2 separate regions of the Mus musculus genome follow, and region 2 is linked to region 1. The links are chromatin contacts, called in public promoter capture Hi-C maps. All regions are on one chromosome and are shown on one strand. Each heading gives the region's core, a stretch centred on a gene start, on an enhancer-like site or on the middle of the called end of the contact. The rest is flanking DNA. Distances are from core to core; before and after follow the strand shown.

Region 1 (4,663 bases), core at 647-3,146:
AAATCTCTTTACGTCAGCCACCTCTAGTTGACTGGGCATGGGCATCTCCAACTCAGAATATCTGAAAAGTTACATCTAGATCAAACGTGTGCAGGCTTCCTCCCCTTTGCCATTTTCTAAGAAACACAAGCAAGTAACAACTTACATGGACAAAGAGTTCATCTAGAGATACTGTGCTGCTTTGAATAAAAGACTTTATCTGTTTGGAGTTGGGGTAGGAGCACTAACTGTTCATAAAAGATAGAGAGAATTAAAATAACATGGGATGATGGTACAGTCTGATGGGACACCAGGGTCTGGTCAGAACACCTCTCTGCAAAGGTGATCTTCCAGCTGAATTCTAAGTCAGACAGAGCAAATAGGAGAATGAAGATAGGAAGCAGAAGGTAAAGATTCCTTGGCCCACAGGCACTGGGCATCACCAGAGAATCACAGGCAAGCGGCACAGACAGCTAAGGGTACAAGATGAGCCCAGTAAGGCCTGCAGGGGCCAGGGCTTGGGATTTAGGAGGGAATCAAGTGTCAGCATTACCAAGAGCTGCTGGAAGATCCAGGTGACAGAGATCTAGTTTGCATCTGAAATGAAGGGTCTTGCTCTGTAGCTTGGGCTAGCTTCAAACTCCTGACTGCCTGCCTTGGCCTGAGTGGCATAACTATTGGCTTGTGGCTCTGCATCCCTGGGCTGCTGTGTGAGGATCCTTTCATGTGAATAGGGTGCGTGTGAAGGACTGAGATGGTGGACTGAGAACAGTCGGAGGTCACCCAGGTGACACCTGTCCCAGTGAACAGTAACACAGAGTTCCTCCAGTCTCATTTTTCTTACCTCTGTCTCTGCTTCTCTCTTCCATTTTATGCCCTATGCCCCTTTAAGTTCACTTCTCTCCAAAGTCCCCACATCCACCTCAGAGCCCTGGACCCAGCTCAAGTCACCATCATTGCCAGTCTAGATCCCTGCCATGGCCTCAAACTCTGTCCTGGCCAAACACTCCAAAAGTCTGACACGCCTTGCAAGACTCACATAGTGTAAGTCCCCTGCTTCACGTCTATCAGTCTACCTTGTCCCTCCAGTACGTGTTTTAAAAGGAGCCTGGTCTGCACCGAGCCCAGACTTATTCATTACTTGGTGCTCTCAGTCTCCTCTCTGCTGGTCGTTGCATTTGCCACAATCATGGCTGATTTGTCTACTCTACAACAGACCAAGCAGAAAGACTGCATTCTGCGGGACCTTTAGTGCACAACACTGTCCTCAGTACATTCTCTTATGTAAGTTGAAGAAGCAAAAAGATCCGCCTTAGCCTCCCCCCCCCCCGCCAAAAAAAAAAAAAATCAAACAACCAGGGCTTAATAATTAAGCTTTGAAACAGAGAGCCCAGAAGAGCAGCTTGGTTTCTGAGCCTGCCACTTTCTAGCTGACAACCTTGAGTCAGCACACAACTGTGTCCTCGTGCCAGAGGAAGAGGTCCGCTGAGAGTAATCAGCGCAGGGATTCAGGAGGTGGCATCTTCGCCCAGAATGCCCGTTCTGACACTGTTCCGTCCATTGCACTTTCCCCGCTATACCTCACGGATCCCCCACCCCCCACCCCAGGATCTGAAATCCCATCCTGGAACTTTTTTCTTCGCTCCCTTAACAACTGTCCCTCTCCTGGGACACTCTGGGACCCGGGACCTCAGCCTCCACCTCACCCCCACCCCTTCGGGGGCGTCCTTACATTTTCTTAGCCACATCCGTCTCGCGGAACTGCTCCTTCACCATGGTGCCGGCTGGCCGGACGCCCTTCTCGGAGCTGCGACTACAAAAACCACTGTCGCCGCACCTTCCCGGGGTGCTTAGGTATTTAGGAGTAAGGAAGCTGCAGCAGCCTCCCCGGCCACCGTAGAGCGCCGCACGTGCCGCTTCCTCTTCCGCCGCCGGACTTTATGAAGAGAGGCTTGGCAGACGCTGCTTTGAGCCCTCCTTCTAGATCGCCATCTAGCGGCTCCTTCACGAAAATGCACCTAGGCCGCGCAGATCAGTGGGGGAAAATGGCTTTTTCAGGTGGGTTTCTCAAAACAGCAGAAGAGGCCGGGCGTGGTGGCGCACGCCTTTAATCCCGGCACTTGGGAGGCAGAGGCAGGCGGATTTCTGAGCTCGAGGCCAGCCTGGTCTACAGAGCGAGTTCCAGGACAGCCAGGGCTACACAGAGAAACCCTGTCTCAAAAACAAAAACAAAAACAAAAAAACAGCAGAAGAGACGGATGGACCGCTTTTTTTGTTTGTTTTTTTTTTTTGTTTTTTGTTTTTTGTTTTTTGTTTTTTTGTTTTTTTGTTTTTTTGTTTTTCAAGGCAGGGTTTCTCTGTGCAGCCCTGGCTGTCCTGGAACTCGCTCTGTAGACCAGGCTGGCCTCAAACTCAGAAATCTGCCTGCCTCTGCCTCCCGAGTGCTGGGATTAAAGGCATGCGCCACCACGCCCCGCAGTTTTGTTTTTTTTTTTTTAAATCTCAAGGTCAAAAAGTTACATCAAATAGAAAAAAAAATCAAACAAGGACCGGCGCGCGCGTGTGTGTGTGTGTGTGTGTGTGTGTGTGTGTTGTTGTTGTTGTTGTTGTTTCCTGAGAAAGGCTCTCCATATATAGTCCCGACGGGTACTGAATTTGCCATCCTGTCTCCATACTCTCAGTGCTCAGTTACATCCCACCTGGTATAAATAAGTAAATTTACATATCTATTTACATACTTGTGTACAAACATATATACAAACACATATAAACACGCTTATTCTTACACAGCATATGTAATATATATGTATGGTTCGTTTTGAATTGTGTGTTTTGTAAATAGATGCAACAAAAACCCACCCAACCCTTCAGCTCTCCAAGGAGAGAAAGAACGGTCTATTAAAAACTGCCAGAAGCCGGGCGTGGTGGCGCACGCCTTTAATTCCAGCACTCGGGAGGCAGAGGCAGGTGGATTTCTGAGTTCGAGGCCAGCCTGGTCTACAGAGTGAGTTCCAGGACAGCCAGGGCTACACAGAGAAACCCTGTCTCAAAAACAAAACAAAACAAAACAAAACAAAACCAACTGCCAGGCCACCACTAAGAACAGTAGAAGACAGCTCCCAGCAGCAAAGCCTTGCTAGGTTTTAGGGACTTATATGGCTGGAGTGGGGCCAGCTCAGAAAATCCCGGTGGTTAGCATGAGAACTCTGTTGGGCAGGGAGGAGACTGACAGATACAGCCAGGAGCCTTCAGCCAGCTGTTAAGGGCTTCTGAGAAATGCTTTAAGTCTGTTTCCTAGCAAGGTCTGGTGGGGTCCAGACCATCACTTTAAAATAGTGCCGTCAGCACTGCCGTTTGGGGGCCTGCTTTGGGGACTTAACATACTTGTGTGTGTTTGTGTGTGTGCAGGCAGAAGTGCAGGTTGGTCTCCTCTGCACACTAAGCCCTGTACTCGGGTATTTCCCTTGGAATAATGCTGTTAATTCATGTTTGCTCCACTTTATGCAAAGCATTAACTTCTGGTTCAGGCAATATTAAAAGCTTATTTTGTGTCAGATCAGAGATTCACACACATACAAAAAAAAACCCAAAATATATTTTGAGATAGGTTCTCTCTATGTAACCCTAGTTGGTATGTTGGTGCTTGCTTTGTAGCCCAGGATAGCCTCAAGTTCTTGGCTAATCCTCTTATTTAACTTCACAGATTGGTGTGGTCATTCATAGGTGTATGCCACCACAGCTGGTTCAAATAGATAGTTTCTTTCTTTTTTTTTTTTTTCTCCATCCAGAGCTGGGCATTGAACTCAGAGCCATTGCATACTGAACAATGTAGATTGTACCCAGAGCCTTTGCATATTAGACAGTGTTCCGCCACTGAGTGGACCTACATCCTCAGTTCTTTTAAAATTTTAACTGGAGCCAGGATCCAGCCATGTCATCCAGGCTGGCTGGATAAAAACCAGTCTTTTAAAAACTCACAAGTTTTTAAAAGACTCTCAGAAAGTCTCAAAGCCAAAAGAGCCACAATCCTCCCTTCCAATCCAATAAACTGCTAGGTGTGGTGCCCCACTTGGGAGGTGAAGGCAGAAAGATCAGGAATTCAGGATCATTCTTGGCAATGCAATGGATTTTTCAAGACCTTGCATGGGCTTCGAAGGTCTGGTTTTAAAGAACCTAAAGCCTCACACACGAAAAACCTTATGAAAAAGTCACTAGCAACTCGTGGTGTCACGTCAATGCAATAGGGGTGAGTAGTTAAGGTTTCTGCTATTTCCCTGGTGTAAAGCAGGGATGCTGACTGAAAGGCCTTTTTTTTCTCATTAATTAATTTATTTACTTTACGCCCTGATCAAAGCCCCCACCCCACCCCGACCCCAATGGCTTTCTTAAATGCCTTCAAGATGAACTTTTTTGGAGACAAGTTTTACTTTATTTTATTCTTTTTTTTTTTTTGGTTTCTCGAGACAGGGTTTCTCTGTGTAGTCCTGGCTGTCCTGGAACTCACTTTGTAGGCCAGGCTGGCCTCAAACTCAGAAATCCACCTGCCTCTGCCTCCCGAGTGCTGGGATTAAAGGCATGTGCCACCACGCCCGCCCGGCACTTTATTTTATTCTTGAGTCAGCGTCTCACTGTGCAACCCTGATTGACCCAAAACTCTTTGTAGGCCTCAAACTCAGAGATCTGC
Region 2 (4,607 bases), core at 1,861-4,360, about 21 Mb after region 1:
GTGTGTGTGTGCACTCACACGAGTGCACATGCATGAGTGCAGTTGCCTGTGGAGGACTCTAGATGCCCTGGAGCTGGAGTTACAGGATGTTGTGAGCCACAAGATGTGGATACTGGAAAGCAAACTTGGGTTTGCTCCTAAGTTGCTAAGCCAGCAAAACTGTGACATGAAGTATTTGTGGTTCAATGTAAAGTACATACTGAGCTATCTCTCTATAGACACTTTTGTTAAATATATCTGCTTATCTTTCACGGTGCTTAATATCATTTACATATTTTTATATATAAATATATGTTAATTCATATATATATATATAGATAGATAGATATGTAGTTTATGTTCTCAGACAGTGTCCTACATGTATCCATGAGCAATAAACAGTCGCCATCTTTGCGTAAGTTCTTGGGCTTTCTACAGGGAGTGAGAAAAGACACTAAACATTTAATCACGTATATGAGTATATATTTACAAATTGAGTTACTTTTTCATACACACACAACAGAATAGGGTTACTGTGGGCATGAGAAACACAGAAAGTTCAGCTGAGGTTAGAATTTTGCCAAATGGGTAAGAGGAAAAAGAACCCAGAATTAAAAAGACTGACGAAGACGATGTTGAAATGACATTCTGATCTATGCTCATGTAATTTTGTTTAACCTTGGAGAATAAACTTGTACTCTATTTTATGTGTATGGGATGTTTTGTCTGCATATACGTATATGTACCACTTGGATGCCTGGTGCTCAGGGAAGCCAGAAAAGACCACTGGACGTCCTGAGACTGGAGTTATGGGACGATTGTGAGCCACCATATGGGTGCTGGGAATGGAACCCAGGTCTTCTGGAAGAGTAACCTGTGCTCTTAACAGCTAAGTTATCTCTCCAGCCTCTGCGTGCATATATTTTTGCTGAGCCATATAAATTGGACTGCCTTTTATATTCTGCCTTGTCTTTTCTTCTTGATGTCAGAATTGATATATATTGGTATGAACCTACTCACTTGATCAAAATAGTGTGGGAGAAAGGACACTCCCTGTCACTTTATTTACTTATTGTCTCCTTCAAAAGCCAGTTTTAGAAAAAAAAAATACAACAGAAAATTCACATAATAACCACACCATTTTCTCCAAGAAAATTTGGAAGACTGTCACTTTAGGCATTAATTCACATAACTGTACATGTATTTGTAAAGCATATTCATTTTTTTTTAGGGTGCTGGGAGTTAAACTCAGCTGTACGTTAGGCAAGTATTCTACCAATGTTATACTCCCAGCATGAGAATAACAATTTAAAAGAATACAATTACCATATGCCACATTTTGGATTAACATCTTTAGTTATATTGTCTATTTAATACCCATGACAACCTTTTTACATATGTACAATTATGCTGATTTTATGAAGACATCAAGATATCACCACCCCTCCACCACAGAGATCTGAGATAGTCCTAGCAGACTTCAAAGTTCCTACCTTGGTCGCTGCAGAAACTTTATCTTGTGTTCTACATCTCTAGCCCATTTCCTTCCAGTTCTGCTGGCCTCCTTTCTCTGATAGAAGTGAGACAAACTCTTTGCTACCTTAGAATCATGCACTTGCTGTTTAATCTCTTCAGAAGGCTCTCCACGTGGTGGCATAATGGGGCCCCTTCTGCTCTCAGACATGTTCAAAATTTATTCTCCTCCTTATCCCACAATATCCTTTTATTTCAATTGTAGCATTTACTACATTAAGGTATTTTTATGATTTATTATCATTTATGCATCTGTGCATGTGGACCTCATGCCAACTTTGAGTGGGTCCCATGAATCCAATTCAGGTCACCTGGCTTCCATGACAAGCGCGCCTTTGCCCACTGAACCATCTCTCTGGCCCCTATTCAAATCATTTCTAATTTCCTTATTACATGTTAGAATATTTTCTAATATTCTGATTACAAGCAGGTCAGTGCTTTATTGGGTAACTGAAAATTTCCTACTTATGCTCATGCAATTGATATCAAAAGGCTGCATCTTTGGGCTGGAAAGTGGTTTACTGGTTATGTGAGCTTCCGGCTCTTCCTAAAGATCTCTGTGTGTTTGTGGAGTGCATTCATTCAGTTTTAGGGTGCTGGGGGTTAATAAACTCAGGGCTTCTGTGTGCTAGGCAAATACTCTACCAAAGGTACACTCCCAGCCTGTCAATAATAATTTAAAAGAACACAGTCACTGAGCCTAGAGAGATAGCTCAAAGGGTATTCGTACTTGTTGCTCTTGGAGAGGATCTGGGTTCGGTTCCCAGTATCCACATAGAGGCTCACAACCGTCTATAATTCCAGTTTCAGGGGAATCATGTGGTTTTTTCTGACCTCCTCCAGCACCAGGCACACACGTGCTGCACACACATACATGCAGGCAAGATATTTATATGCATAAAATAAATAAGATTTTTTTTTTTAAATCATAGCTGCTTGTAACTCCAGAGCCAAGAAATCCGATGCCCTCTACTGGCTTCTGTGAGCACTTGCCCTCCTAAGGTATACACTAAGGCACACACATAAACACATAAATAAAAATAAATAATTTGGGAAAGAAAAAGGCTGAATTTGAAAATGTGACTCAGTTGGGAAAGCTCTTGCTTAGCATGCCGGAGACTCTGAATTCGATTTCCACACAGCACATACTGAATGTTCGAGTTTGCCTGTAATTCCACTAGGAAGCCGGTGGTGGGGGGGGGGAGGACCAGAGTTCAAGCCCAGCGCTGCAGAATGAGTGCTAAGGCAGTGTGGATTACAAGACACTGTCTCAAAAAAAAAAAAATCTTGTCATTTCCTCTTGCTTTTCAGTTTATTACAGATCCTTTGGCGTTCTAAGAAAGCAGTGACTTAATATTGAGCCAGCCAGTAGCTAAGTCAGGCATTGCTCACTCTGGCCTGCAGGGGACAGTGTGACCGGAGACGATCTTCTGCGCTTTCGAGGCTTTCTGCCGCTCTAGGTGACTGACTTCGGCGCCCGGAGCCAGAGGCGGGCCAGCCGGAAGGGGCGGAGCCAGTCACGGTCCCGCCCCAGGCCGCCTCTGCGCCCTCGCCCCGCCCCCTCCCCCGCCCGGGCTGCCATGGCCCTTCCCGGCATCCCCTATGAGCGACGGCTTCTCATCATGGCGGACCCTAGAGATAAGGCGCTTCAGGACTATCGCAAGAAGCTGCTAGAGCACAAGGAGATTGACGGCCGTCTTAAGGAGCGTGAGTGAGCCTTGACACACTCTCTAGTGCCTGGACCGGCTTCGGTCTCTGATAGAGCGGAGGCTTCGGCTGAGCCCGAAAACAGCGCCTGGCTTGGGAAGGCCCGAGTCCAGGGACGAGGCGCTTTGTCATCCCGCCCCGCGCTGGGGTGCAGCACCGCCTCGGCCGTGGGTATGGCCCCAGTCCCAGTCCGGTGGCATAGAGAACAGCCACAGTTCTGAGGTGGAAGAGGGGAAGATTAGAGGAGTGAGGTACAAGTGGGCTGGGGACATATTCCGGGTGCAGGAAGGCAGGCTTGGAGTCTCGGGACCCGGGGATGGGAGGACGCTTGAGTCAAAGAAGCTCCAGCCGGACGCGGGACTCACGGAGGCGGCTTGTACTTGGGGTAGAAGGGGGCTCAGTGGTTGTAATAGCCTTTCTCGTCTTCCCTCAGGCGTCATACTGAGTACCAAGTTTTCTGTATACCCTGAACATTCACGTTTTGAAAACCCTGCGTGATTTAATTAAATGAGAGAATACCGCAGCCTAGGATTCGGTGAAGAATTGCGTTGGTTGACTTAATTTAGTATGGACAACCAGAGTAAGCCAGGTGATCTTAGTGTAGCTATGGGAGGCTTGATTCACCTTATCGTTTAGTTTTGTAGCAAATCTGAAGGTGGCAGGATGTCACTATCGGTTAAAAATGTAACTTAAAAATATTTCCTACCAAGAAAATAGATATGATACTTTCTCTGTTACATTTCATTTTAAAACATGCCACCTATCCACTACAAACTGGAAAAAAAAATCTTATTTTGTGGTTTGAAACAGTAGGTTTGAAACCTAAGGTAAAAGAGACCTAAGTAAAAAATTTTATGCAGTTGTTTAATTTAAAATGTCAAAATTTTATTATTTCAGTAAGGGAACAATTAAAAGAACTTACCAAGCAGTATGAAAAGTCTGAAAATGATTTGAAGGCACTACAAAGTGTTGGACAGGTAGGTGATAAAGTTTGAAAGTATGTTGCCATTTCTAAGCTATTGGCAAAAGGTAATGCCCCTTTTTTCTTTTCCAGATTGTAGGTGAAGTGCTAAAACAGTTAACAGAAGAAAAATGTAAGTGGATTAACTTACTAATTATTAAAAAATAAAAAGCCCCAGTTCTTTGCCAGCTTTTGAAATGCCCATTTTATTTTGATTTTTGAGGCCAGGTACTTCTATGTAGCTCTGGATGCAGCTTCCTATGTAGACTAGACTGGCCTTGAACTCACAAGCCTTTTGCTTTCCAGTGCTGGAATTTTAGGCATGTGTGACATTATGGAAGGCTGTTTTAATTCATTCATATATATACATATACACATACATATATACATATATATGTGTGTGTGTGTGTGTGTGTATATACATACA

Evidence for each region. Promoter capture Hi-C pulls out the DNA fragments that hold promoters and counts their contacts.
Region 2: a contact with region 1 is called in a promoter capture Hi-C map of pre-B cells, with 2.4 times the contacts expected there. The contact joins the promoter of Psmc6 here to the promoter of Polr3a in region 1. A contact is called at or near these places in 1 of 39 promoter capture datasets (pre-B cells) and 1 of 484 Hi-C or Micro-C datasets (CD4 T cells).

The regions. Positions count from the first base shown.
Region 1 is chr14:24,485,162-24,489,824 of GRCm38.p6, forward strand. It overlaps Polr3a (polymerase (RNA) III (DNA directed) polypeptide A), which reads right to left and starts at 1,897. Exons shown (of 31, transcript NM_001081247.2): 1 at 1,712-1,897. The coding sequence starts at 1,755.
Region 2 is chr14:45,326,714-45,331,320 of GRCm38.p6, forward strand. Psmc6 (proteasome (prosome, macropain) 26S subunit, ATPase, 6) reads left to right here and starts at 3,111. Exons shown (of 14, transcript NM_025959.3): 1 at 3,111-3,219; 2 at 4,117-4,196; 3 at 4,274-4,313. The coding sequence starts at 3,135.